Regions from separate parts of the Capsicum annuum genome. Here region 1 is linked to region 2. The links are chromatin contacts, called in public Hi-C maps. All regions are on one chromosome and are shown on one strand. Each heading gives the region's core, a stretch centred on a gene start, on an enhancer-like site or on the middle of the called end of the contact. The rest is flanking DNA. Distances are from core to core; before and after follow the strand shown. Region 1 holds the start of LOC107857244 (transcription repressor OFP15). Region 2 overlaps LOC107846548 (lipid droplet-associated hydrolase).

The links. A called contact is a pair of places that touch in the nucleus more often than the background predicts.
Region 1: a contact with region 2 is called in a Hi-C map of leaf, with 3 times the contacts expected there. The contact joins two enhancer-like sites. A contact is called at or near these places in 2 of 5 Hi-C or Micro-C datasets (both in leaf).

The regions. Positions count from the first base shown.
Region 1 is chr8:39,095,683-39,102,613 of UCD10Xv1.1, reverse strand. It overlaps LOC107857244 (transcription repressor OFP15), which reads left to right and starts at 6,304. Exons shown (of 1, transcript XM_016702174.2): 1 at 6,304-6,931. The coding sequence starts at 6,414. Within about 2 kb of position 1,718, at least 4 of the 5 cell types and tissues checked have an H3K27ac peak or open chromatin away from gene starts, as enhancers often do. A contact at or near this core is called in leaf, where this site is marked.
Region 2 is chr8:39,033,365-39,040,432 of UCD10Xv1.1, reverse strand. LOC107846548 (lipid droplet-associated hydrolase) reads right to left here. Exons shown (of 13, transcript XM_016690907.2): 13 at 4,909-5,235. The coding sequence ends at 5,101. Among protein-coding and RNA genes, the nearest start is that of LOC107857243, 6.8 kb to the left of the region's middle. Within about 2 kb of position 2,937, at least 2 of the 5 cell types and tissues checked have an H3K27ac peak or open chromatin away from gene starts, as enhancers often do. A contact at or near this core is called in leaf, where this site is marked.

The DNA.
Region 1 (6,931 bases), core at 469-2,968, 63 kb before region 2:
CCTATCCTCTTTACATAATATCAATCAATGACTAATTAAGGACCATTTTGGGGGTCCCACTTTCAATTGTGACCTTAGGTCATATCAAAATTAGTTCTTATGTCTAGGCAATTTTGACATAATCTTGAAGGTCACTATTAGGTACCAACAATTCATTAAGCAAAACAGTACAATGTTGTGATGTATATAGGTTGATTACTGTATCTTCAAATCCACCTTCCCCTAGAGCCACTTGCCCTGACCCTCGAAATTGATCACTTTTTAGTGTTGTCTCTAAACAATAGCTAAAATTTTAGGGATTGTTTAGTTTAAGATTAGGGCCGGAGCGGAGCTAGGTGGGTGACTGTTTGTACATAGTGACACATTCGGGATGGTATATTGATACTGATACATCTTTGCCTTACAATTTCAAAGCAGACCATTGATACAGGTTGTGATTGCTCTAATATAAAATCTGTATTAGCATGTATATATTAGGCTCTATTCATAGATACAACATGTATTTCTCAAATATATAGCTTTCCTCTCTCATCTCTATCTCACTCCCCGGTCTCCTAATCATAATTATATATCTCTAACTAAGCTCAAAACATAAAGTCTTTTTTGAAAATTTCTCTTTTAATGATGATAGAAAGTTTAAAGAAGAGAAAATTCTATCAATTTTGACCCTTTATTTAAAAATTTAATTTAATTTTATGAGCATCATGTATACTATCATTTATGTAGACTAGCAAACAAAACAAAAAAAAAAAACATTCTTCTCTTTATATTAGGAAAAATATATACCATAAATTCTTTCAAAATTTTAATGAATCTGAGTATATAACAAAAACCATAAAATATTAAAAAAAAAAAACCAAGATAAAGAAATTTAGGAAAACTAAATAGGATGGTCCCTCTCATGTGCATGTACTTCTAGGAGGCACGTGGAAGACACGTGATAGATATGATGTTCAACCTTGCATGTATGTATATGTATAAGTAAATAAATATGTAAATATTTAGAGATAAATGCATCGAAATTCTCCTAAATTTGTAGCCAAAATTTACTTTAAATCCTAAACTAATCGGGTAATTATTTACCCCCTTAACAACTTTCAAATGAATTTTTTTCCACCCTAAAAATATTATACCACTCTCAATACGGAGAGTGAAGTGCACGCGCCCCACGTAATTGTAAATCAGTGTCATGTCATTACCACATAAGAAATTGTAATTTATTTAAAAAAAATAATCCAATAAAAATTATTTTTATATATTTTTTTTTAAAAAGTAAAAACTATATTTGTACTTTATATATATATATATATATATATATATATATATATATATATAATTATTTTTAATAAAAAGAACCCCCCTACTTCTTCTTCCTCTCCAGCCCCCCAACCCGTTCCTCCTCCTTCAATTCTTTAACAGCCCCCCAGCCCCATTTTCTCCTCCTCCTTTAATTTGTTTTTTACCATTAACACCATTTTCACCATTAACACCAATAACTTGATTTGAATTTAACAAGAACTTGATAAATAACTTGTTCATGTAGATTAAGCCGTGACTCCTCTATCAACATTTAGAAATCAACAATTGCAAGTAGAACAAAACTTAAACTCATCCACAATAATTTCAGATCTACCAAACGATTTAGCAGCAATAATGCTAATATTCGTTCCTTTGTTCCGATCTACCATGAAAATGCTTCCTGCTTTAATTTTTTTTCACCATTATTTCAAACCTTCTCAAAAACAACGAGGAAGTGATAAATTGTCATAAGTTATTTATCATCACAAATTGGATATAGTCATCTGAAAAAATTAAATAAAAGTAAACAAAAATTAATGAAGGGAGGGGTTAATGGAGCTTAGTAATGGTGTTCTTGAAAAAAAAAAAAAATTAGCCTAAATGAAGAAGATGAAGAAACAGAGTTGGGTGGGGGTGGAGGATATGAAGAAGATGAATAAATGGGGGTGTTGGGGGCGGGGGAAGGGGTGGTTATGAAGAAGATGATGATGGAAGTGAATTTTTTATTTTTTTTAATCTAATATATATATATATATATATATATATAAAAAGAAAACTTGTAAAATTAAAAGGTGGGACCCATCATTTTCCATGATTTTTAAGCAAATTACGCGTTGATTTTTTTAAAAATTGTCACGTCAGCAATTAGGGTGGAAAAAAATTCACTTGGAAGTTGTTAAGGGGGGTAAATAATTCCCCGATTAGTTTAGGGTCTAAAGTAAATTTTGGCTACAAACTTAAAGGTGTTTCGATGTATTATCTCAAATATTTACTCACATTTGATGTTTATAAAAAATTAGATAAAATTATATATAAAAAATGGATAATTAGTGTAATATTATTGGTTAAGATATGTGTCATTTATTTATTTAATTTCTTAGCTACGATGAAATTTGAAGCAGAAAATTCTGATAACTTATTCTCTTCTTACATTTGTCCTTTCTCTTTTTAAGCTGAGGGTATATTAGAACCTCTATATATCTACGAGGTAGAGGTAATGTCTGCATATACTTTATTTTTTTGAAATTTTTACTTATAAATTATACTGGATATGTTATTATTATTTTTCTCTTTTTCTTTTTCTTACAAAGACACTTTAAAATTTATAATTTTATTATAATGTATTTACATCATTTTAGTTGTGAACAGGAGGTGAGTGGATGCACTAATAATGAGATGCGATAGGTCGATTGTACCCGAATTAGAAGAGGTAGATGCGAGCTAAAAAAAAAATGGGAGGTGATCAAATAAGATATGACATAATTTCAGTTTACTGAGGATATGACCGTAGATAGAAATGTTTGGAGGTCGAGAATTAAGATAAAAGGATAGAACGTAGTGTTGTCACATTTAAACTAGATGGCTAGCCTCCTTCTCTCCCCAGTTTTTCACGTGGCGATCTTTATTTGACATATGAGTCGCTCTTAGTCTCAGGTTGATGTCGAACTTCAATCGACCCATCGTTTCTCAATATTAGTAGTGTTATTTAGTAGTTGTGTATTCTCTTATTCTTTAAAATGTCATTATTCGTTGTTTATTTTCATTATATCATGTTTTTTTATTGTTATATTTTTCTTACAATCCCGCTTCAAACACTTTCTTTTAGTAGAGTGGTAAAGTTGTTGTCATGTGATCAGAAGGTCACGGGTTCAAGCCTTGGAAACAGCCTTTGGCAGAAATGCAAGGTAAGGCTGCGTACAACACACCCTTGTGGTGAGGCCCTTCCCCGAACCCTGCACATAGCGGAAGCTTTAGTGCACCGGACTGTTCTTTTTTTATATATATATAAAAAACAACCTCTCTACCTAATAAAAGCATAAATAAGATCTGCATACAGCGTATCTTTCCGAACTCACTCATGCGATTACAATGATTACGTTGTTGTTATTGTTTCATTCTATTAGAAGATCACCTTATTGACATTTTTAAACTAAACACATTATTGTTTAATATCAGTTTCAACACGTTCATCTAATGTACAATTTTATTTTCAAAAAAGAAAAATATCTAAATGACACATAACTATTTATTTATAAATCAATTTCCACATTTAAGAGTATTTATTATAATACTTAATATTTATCAGCTACATATCATTTAATGAAATCACCTATAAAATTTTGTGAGCCCAAAAATCAAATATTATTATTTAATCCTCAAGCCTCTCCATCAATTCATGTCCATATCAAATTAAAGTCTCTCAACGGTCTCCATCTCTTAAACTTTCATTTGCATCCTCGAGAACTCTAATTAAAGATGACCGATTAAGTTATCCCGCGATAATTTTTTTTAGGAAAATAAACGTCTTAAAAAATGTTTTTTTTACATCACAATAAACTACAAAACTAGTTGAGCCCTCAGGCAGAGTTAAAACCAAAGCGATAGTGAGTCGAGTCTTAACTCCTGAAAACTCTTCTCACAAGAATCAAACCACTGAAATTTGACGTTTATCTGAGTCAACCTAGACATGAGATAAGTAATAGAGGAAAATCTTTCGATTGTGATTCCCTAGACGCTGCTCTACCTCTTAGGAATCTACTACCCCGATTCACTAAGTCTGGCCTAACAACAAGGTCAATATATCTTCTAAAGGCAACTACGATGAAGAAAGCCCTAGACCTCGATCACGAACCTGCAGTCACCTAGCATACCTGGAGACGACTCATTTAGACACAGGGGTGGAGCTACAGCCATCGAAAGGTGGTCAGATGAACACCCTTCGTCGAATTTTTTTTTCGAGTATATAGGTTAAATGTAGATATTTATGGTTATATACATGTTGTTGCACACCCTTGACAAGCTAGAAAAGCATAGTCCAGTGGTCAAGAGTGTGCATTTTCATATTAACAATCCGGGTTTGAACCTTGGCAGATGCAGCAGTATTTTATTTTCTTTATTTTTTAAACAGTTCATTGCCCAAGGAAAAATATGAACACCTTTAATCAAAAGTCTGGCTCCGCCACTGTATTAGACACGTGACTTGTCCACCTAATTCCCCGAACATTAGATCAAATTTTGTCCATAACTGAATGTTGAAAATATAAATTTCACGAGTGATATTTTAAGTCCATCATCTCTTCCCTGTCTATCCGACACCCCAGCCTTAACCCTCGACCATCCCGCCATAAACCACCCTCGAACCCCTACTCTCCACCCCATCCGACCTCCATAGCGCTTCGCTAGATTATATATAAATGTCTTTAAAACGATATTCTTCTCTTTACTTATCTAACACCAAAAAATAAGAAAAAAAATTTCTCCTTACCAAACACACCCTACCTTTAAATACTTTTTTTTTGTTCAAATCTCAACCATGGCCAAACACCTAAACCTAACTTCTTTTGATTCCTTCTTTTTTTATTGCAACTAATTAAAACTCTAAATCTGATGTATATTAAATAGTATCACTTCATTTAATTTTTTGGTGTTAGGTATCTATTTTTGGATCGGATTGATTTGAATTTACGTTAAAAAGTTTCTTTTTGAAGGTAAAACGTTCTCTATTAAAGATGACTAAATATTCACTCCTCGAATAAAAAAATACTTATCACTCCATTGGGACATTTGATGGTATATATTTTATTATTTATTTTTTATACAATTACTAGATGGGACCTTCTGATTCTTTCTGAACAAATATTTAATTCACTTACTTATAAAATAGTATAACGTATATATATATATTGTTGTATTTTTATTACATATAAATAAATGCAGTATACCCCACCAAGCCCCTTATTTTTATGAGCCAACTTTAGAATCATATGTTTTGAACAACAAACAGTCCACATTGCATTAATTGCCTTCAAAAATAACAAAAAATAGAAAATTCACTTTAATTTTATCTCATATTCACAACCAACAAATGACATGTTGTTGAATTGAGAATTTAAAATTTATAAATTTTTATATTAGTTTTAAAGTAATAATATATAATAATAAAAATTAAATTACGATCAAATATTTATAAGAATAAATATTAATTTACAATAAACCACAAGTTAAACGGTATATTCATGATTAAAATGTATATGGTGTTTACATCAAACTAATAATAACATGATATTGTGTCTTCTACCTCTTTTTATTTCTTAACCATAATAAAATATATGACTATTTTAGTCTAACGTAAATATTCAAAGTTGAAGGGGACCTTGGAGTAACTGGTAAAGTTATTGTCATGTGATCAGGAAGTCACAGATTCAAGCCTTGAAAACAACATCTGGCAGAAATGCAAAGTAAGATTGTGTACGTCCTTTCCCGGATCCTACGCATAGCAAACATTTTAAAAGTGCACCGAGCTGCCTTTTTGTAAACCTAATACGTATCTTATTTTTTGGTTTCTCATTCGGTCCGCATTGGAGCCCGATTAACTCAAATTCGCGCCGTGTAGGGCCCATTCAGTGGAAGCGTTCCCTACCAAGTATTTTTCCATATTCAGGGCTCATTGCACATAGCGAATACTTTAGTGCACTGGGCTGCCTTTTTGTAAACCTAATACAGATCTTTTTTTTTTTTGATTTCTCATTCGATATTCGATATCCGTATTGAAGCTCAACTAATTTGGATTCACATCGCGTAGGGTCCATTCAGGAAAAACGCTCCCTACCAAGGACTTTTCCATACCCAGGACTCGAACTCAAGGCCTCTGATTAAGGAAGGAACAACCTCATTCGCTGCATCACATTCTTTGATGATAATACATATCTAACAGAAGGAAAAAACAAAACAAAAGAAAAACCAAAATAGATAATAATAAAAAATATATAGGTCTCATAAATTTTTACCCACCCATCAAACCAACTATTCAAATTTCAAAGAGTTAGTTCACTCATTTATTTTCATTTGATTCAACATAACCAACAACAACAACAAAAAAAACATAGGCCAAAACTATGAAGCTCTCTTCTCTCTTCAAGAACTCATCACAAACTTCTTCTCCATGGCCATGGCCATTACCAACTTGTACAAAACCAAAAACCCTATCTTTTAGATTAAACAAAGACGACGACGACAACAACAACAACATATTCAACTCCACTTTTCATCTTGATAATGATAATGACACAACTAGTTATAGTCTTGATGAGTTCTTTAGTGAAGTTGATGAAACAAGTTTTTCTACTACAACAACTATCAATGGTCAAGATTGCATAGAGAAAGTGATTAAAGGGTTGAGATTAGAGAAAGAGAGGTTATTTTTTGATTTTCAAGAATCCAACAATATTATTAATACTAGTACAAGTGTTGATAATATTGATATTAGTTTTGTTCCAATATTTGATAAAGAAAGTGCTATAGTAATGGGATTGGATTCAAAAGATCCATTTGTGGATTTTAGAGAATCAATGGAAGAAATGGTTGAGGCACATGGGGTTCAAGATTGGGAAAGTCTTGAAGAGTTATTGACATG
Region 2 (7,068 bases), core at 1,688-4,187:
AAGTATTTATGTGGCTCCAGAGAGGTACTATATATATCTCTTTTTTTTTTTTTGGACAGTTTAAATCAAATGTTATAATTTATTATGATTAGTGTATAGATTAATATAAAATATGTTATTAAAAAATTATGTATAATTTATTAAAGCAAATAATGAAGGACATAACAATAGTAACGACGAATAATGATAATTGTGAGTACAAAATAATAATGATGTCCAAGTATTAACCACAGAAAATAATATAGTAATATAAAGTTAATACTGTTATAACTATAGAAAATATTTACATAAGTTGTTTTATAAACTTTTCCTAATTAAGGACTACTTCGGAATGTGATGAGTCGATATGGAGGAATTGAATGATTATATTGGATAAAAACTCGTGAGACTAAACGGCCAAACACATTATCAACTCTAATTCTAACTTTAACTTTAAAAAATTATTATTTTTATGGCCAAACGAAACCTTATTCTTTTAAAATCTCCAACACGAGTAGCAGACATCAAATGAAACACCTCCCAAAAGAAAATACAACTTCATATATTTAAAATACTATTTAAAAAGTATTTTACTAATAGTTGTTCTATGATTTCGAATAGATAGTTTATAGTAGTATCATATGATTGTTTTATTTTCTTTATTAACTAGCAGTGTATTATCTCATTTTATTGTGTGCTTTTATGTTGTTTTGTTTGTTGTACTGTTCTTTGTCTTGATACAGGGATCTATCGAAAACAACCTCTCTACTTCATCTGAGATAGTTGTATGGATTGCGTACACATTATCCTCTCCAGATCCTGCTTAGTGAGAATACACTGGGTTAACAGAGGCGGAACCAAAATTTCAACTAAGGGGGTTCAATATTAGAAGAAAACCTAAAAATTAATTTCAATCATGTATAAATGATATATTTTTTCGTCGAATGGATTCGGATGACCCCCCTGCCAAAGGGCTGACTCCGCCCCTGACTGGGTATGTTGTTGTTGTTGCATGACCAAACAGAACCTTATTTTTTTACAATCTCCAACACGAGTATCGGACAACAAATGAAACACCTCCCCAAAAAAATACAATTTCATATAAAAATTAATTTCAATTATGTATAAATAATATATTTTTCCATCAAAGGGGTTCGAATAAAACCCCTGTCAAAGGGCTGGCTCCGCTCCTAACTGAGTATGTTATTATTATTGTATGGCCAAACGGAACCTTATTTTGTTAAAATCTCCAATACGAATACTGAACAACAAATGAAACACCCCAAAAAATACAACTTCATATATTTAAAAAATATTTTACTAATAAGTGTGATTAGTATTAATTTAAATAAAGATTTTCCCACTTTCTAACCAACTAGATCATGAATGCAAAGACAAAAGAATAAAAAAAAAATTAATGGAGCATTGAAGCAAATTCAGAGGTTTCTTGTATTCATGACAAATCTATAAACCTTAGGTGCAGTCAAGGACTTAAAAAAGGGTAGGCCATAAGTCATAAATACAAATAGTAAACTCTGAAAAGACATTACAATTGGGTGGATTTTTAAAAATTATAATGATTGAGATGCTATAAAAAAAAATAATAATAAAATACAACTAGCTAAATAAAAATAACATGTCATTGTAATCGATCGAGTTCAGGTTATATACGTTGTTAGTATAAAAAACGTCACTATAACATGAAATTATAATGATTGAGAAGCTAAAGAAACCCTAGCTAAATTAGAATAACATGTCATCGTAATCCATCGAGTTTAAGTTATATATATATATATAGTCAGTATAAATAACGTCAATATATTGAGAAGCTAAAGAAACCCTAGCTAAATTAGAATATCATGTCATCATGATCGATTAAGTTTAAGTTATATACATCGTCAGTATAAAGAACATCATGAAATTACAATGATTGAGAAGCTAACGAAACCCTAGCTAAATTAGAATAATATGTCATAATAATCGTCGAGTTTAAGTTATATATATCGTCAGTATAAATAACGTCAATATAACATGAAATTATAATGATTGAGAAGCTAAAGAAACCCTAGCTAAATTAGAATAACATGTCATCATGATCGATCGAGTTTAAGTTATACACGTTGTTAGTATAAAGAACGTCAAATAACATGAAATTATAATGATTGACAAGTTAACGAAACTCTAGCTAAATTAGAATAATATGTCATCATAATCGATCAAGTTTAAGTTATATACATCGTTAGTATAAAGAACGTCATGAAATTACAATGATTGAGAAGCTAACGGAACCCTAGCTAAATTAGAATAACATGTCATCATAATCGATCGAGTTTAAGTTATATATATTGTAAGTATAAAGAATGTCAATATTAATAAAAATAATAGGAATTTTATGTAGTTTAATAAAGATAAGTTGTGATATTATATAATTTTTTCTTAAATAAAAGGACAAAATAATCTCAATAGGTAGACGGAAAGAACATTTTAGTCTCAATAGGTAGATAAAGGGTATTTTTGCACCATTTCACATAGTTGAAAAACATTTTAGGCCCCTTTTCTGTTAATTTAAGACAATAAAATTTAAAAAATTTCTTTATCATCTTATATTACGTGTCCAATTAAAATCAGACAAATAAATTAAAATGGAGAAAACATATTACTTTTAACTCCTATAAAATTACCCTTTTGTACAAATTGCAACTTTTTTTTTTTTTTTTTTAAAATATTTTGTGCAGCAAACAATTAGTGCAATTCTTACACAAATTTCATTTCATGATAAAGGGGGTGACCTGCACCATAAATTCCATGTCCATTCATTTTGAAACAATCTTCATCATGGCAATGGCTCAGAGGCTCTTCATTGGTTTCTGCACACCCACTGTTACAATTGCAATCAATTGGAAAGATATATCACAAAATCATAATGAGAAAAGATTATAAAAACCATACATGATGCTGTTGCAGCGGATGGGACTGTTCCTTCCTTAATTAGAGGTCGCGAATTCGAGCTCTGGGTATAGAAAAATTCTCGGTAGAAAATGCTTCCCTCAAATGGGGCCTTATGCGGCGGCGCGAATCTGGATTAATCGAATTTCAATGCGGATACATGATGTGGCACATACATGTGTCTACGTGGACCTTCAGTATGTTGATTCATGCAGTGTGCCACGTAGGCCTTAAGGTTGTCAAATACTCCATTCGTTTAGAAAAGAATAACCGACTTTGACTTGAAACAAAGTTTAAGAAAATAAAGAAGACTTTTAAATCTTGTAACCTTATATTAAAGTTGTGTTAAATGTACTAAAATGTCCTTTAATCTTGTGGTCCTAAACATGTCATGTGAAAAGTTGAAATTAAAATATTGCCAAAAAAAGAAAGGGGTCATTCTTTTTTAAACAGAGAGAGTATACGGTTTTAATTAGTTCAGAGGGTAATAAGACCCCCTTTAAGTTGGAGTGTATTGTATCTCAGCAGTTTCGTGTATAGTTTAGGGTGAAAATAGTGTAATATCTCTATATTTTCACAACTCCACCTAATACTCCCTCCGTTCTAAAATAATTAAATTGTCGAAATATGACATATATTTAAAAAAAAAGAAAGACATAAATTAGTCATGTTTTTTTATTTTTGCCATTTTCAAACTTCAAAACATTAGTAATGGTCAGTGGAACTCATCCTTGAAAATTTAATTAATGAAGGGTAAAATTGAAAAAAAAAAAATTCAGCATCTATCTTGAATAATGAACAATTCAATTATTTTAAACACTAAAAAATACTTCAACAATTCAATTATTTTAGAACGGAAGGAGTACTTTTTAAGGCAAACAACATAAATTCCTACGGTTTGAAGGTTAATTACAGAAAATCTCGATTTTGAGTCTGTTGAAATACATAATTAACTCTTGATACATCTAACAAAAATATTTTTTTTTCTTTGTAAAGATACATAATTAGCTCCCGATATAATTTTTTTGAGTTAGGATCTGTCAAGATGCATAATAAATCTAATGAAGATACATTTTTTCTTTTGTAAAGATACATAATTGACTCCCGATACATTTTTTTCGATTTTGAATCTGTCGAGATATGTAATTAACTTCTGGTACATCCAATGAAGATACATAATCAGTTGAAATTTTTGTAATTACTTTGTAAGAGTGAAAATTTGTGTAAATAATGGGAAGTTAAGGTGTACGTTTATATTAATTTTCCTACTTTTTATAGCTTCTTCCACTTCTATTTTGACATGAGAGTTTATCGAAAACAATCTTTCTACCTCAATAAAGAAGAGAGTAAGATTTGCGTACAGTTGCCTTTTTCAAAACTCCACTTGTAAGATCAAACCGAGTATGTAGCTACTGTTAATTGGCATAATACATAAACATACACTTAAACTTGCTTCATCTGACAAGGAAGCATTCCAACTTTAAGTATACGTTATCTAAGTTCGTATTTAGTTGTTTTCTTGATGGGAGACAATATATAACTCATCGAAAACAGTCTTTCTACCTCAATAAAGAAGGGAGTAGCATTTGCGTACACCGAATATGTAGTTGTTGTTAATTGGCATAATACATAAACACATACTTAAACTTTTGCCTCGACTGACAAGTAAGCATTCCAATTTTGAATATACATATCTAAACACCTTAACTCATTCCACAGTGTCAGTTGCACACTCCAACTCACAAATTAAAATGGCTACCTAGAATATAGTATTCTAGACGCCTCTAAAATTTATGCGTCACGTCAACATCGGGTGCTAGCTAGGCCAAGTTTAAATGTATTATGCATTGTTAATTTTAACAATGATAAGTGTTTAAGCTATCTTACCTGATAAGTTCTATCTATCTTCTACCAACACAAATAGGCAAGTATCTATGCCTACTTATATTCAAGTTAATGGAGAAAAAACACTTACAACTTTTGTTTCTGTTAAAATTTGAAGTCTAATCAAATAATATTTTCAAGACATAACAGGAAATTTTTGACCTTTAGGCCAATTATGAAGCGTACGCGATGTGCGTATATATCAGTATACTGTCACGATCACATATTAGCTCGATTTTATTGACAGATTGAGTGCGTTTCTAGAAAAAATAACGGCTGCGCGGAGTCTATTTACGAAAAATAATTCTTGATTGAGCCAGAAACATGTTGAGCTACCCATGTTGAGCCAGCTTCTGTGCAAGAAAAAGCATGAGTGTAACCCCCTCTTTCTACTGCTAGAACAGCACCTGGTACCTTAATGGAGATCTGTAAGAAGAAAAGTGGTGATTAGATCAATTTCAAGCTAGTGATAAGAAAATAAAGTTGGTCATTATAGTTACGATTAGACATGACATGGAGCAGTTACAACTTATCGAAGACATGACCCTAGATAGGAATGTATGGAGAACGCGAATTAGATTAGAAGGCTAGTGCGTGTGGGTGAGTCGTAGCCAGTAGATAGATGGGCTTTGGTTGGTGTAGCCTTGCTAGTAGTCGTAGGGTTTTGCACATAGGTTGGAGTGTTTAGTTAATAGTGTATAGTACTGCTTTGTGGGTGCCTTATTTCTGTTATTTCATCTTGTTTCATGTTTTATTACGACTCTATTTACTATCCTTTTGTCTTGAGCCAAGGGACTATCGGAAAGAACCTCTCTACTTCTTCGGAGGTGGTGGTATGGACTGCGTACATTTTGTCCTCCCCAGACCCCACTAGGTGGGAATACGCTACACAGGGTATGTTGTTGTGGTATTACAGTTATGCCAAAACTAAAATAGAAAGGAGTGGGGGGTGGGGGGTTCTCTTGTGGGGGTGCTTATTTGGCACAATGGGATTATGGGATGAGTTGACTAGTTACATCTTGTAATAGGTGGCAGCTCCCATGTGGGTATCTACTGTTGTCAATAATGTTGGTGTCGAAACCTTGAAGCAATGGTAAAGTTGTCTCTAGTGTGATCTATATAAGTCACGAGTTCAAACTATGGAATTAAACATTGGTGCTTGTGTGGGGATAGGATGCGTACATTACACAACCTCTCGGTTGCGACCCTCCACGGGTCTTGAGTTAACGCATGATGCTTCGTAAACCAAGCTGCCTTTCCTTTTTGGTATCAAAGCTAGTTTCGAGTAATAATAAAGTCAGTCTCTGTATGATCTATATGCCGCGGTTTTGAGCTGTGGGAGAGCCATTATTAGTTGTTCGGGGTAGACTACCTACATTGTAATCCCTCGAGATATGGTCCTTCCTCGAATCCCGAGTGCAAGAAGAATGTTTCGTGCACCAGACTTACCCTCTTTTTTTGTTGTCTAGGCCAGTTTACTAGTACCTTTAACTATTCGACCGGATACATATTGCCTCCAGTAGGTGAATATCTAATTGTGCGATGTGTTATACGATAGTAAAGCCATAAGGTCAGATAGTTATCAACTATGTTGCGCGGACTCTTCACTTTCGATGCCGCATCAATGTTGGATTCTCCAAAAGTACACTAGTTTTAGAGAATCCGACATGCATACATTGACATTTTTGAAGAGTCCAAGCAACATAGGTTATCAAACTACATCTCTAGTCTATCCTAAGGTTTGTCGCGAATCTTCAACTATCCAACGCATGGTCATCTTCAGCATAAAGATCATGTCGGAATTCACCTTGTAACTATACATTGCTAACAAGTTACCATGCTTATACTAATAGTTTTAACACTAAAAACCGCAGCTTGGTGCACGAAGGTAACCAACATACCCTAACGATGTAGACATCAGCGACTGATTCCACGGCTTACCGTGACCAAACTACACTAAGTTTTTAGGATTATTCCTTCATAACAGGCATCACCTAAAATCATAATTAGAAACACACTATTTCTTCTTTGTGACTTGTAGAGAAGATTAAGCCTATCGTTATCTCTTGAACATCCATATTTCAGGTGGAACAAGAAGAACAGTGTATCCCACATAACGTTCAGTCGACATTTTACTTGAAAGTGATACATAAAATGGGACGTGTATCATTTCCTCAAGTCGACAGGCCTCACAGGCCACCTGAATAAGCCTGATACACACACCCACTCCGTCACATTTATGACATCAGAAATCTGATA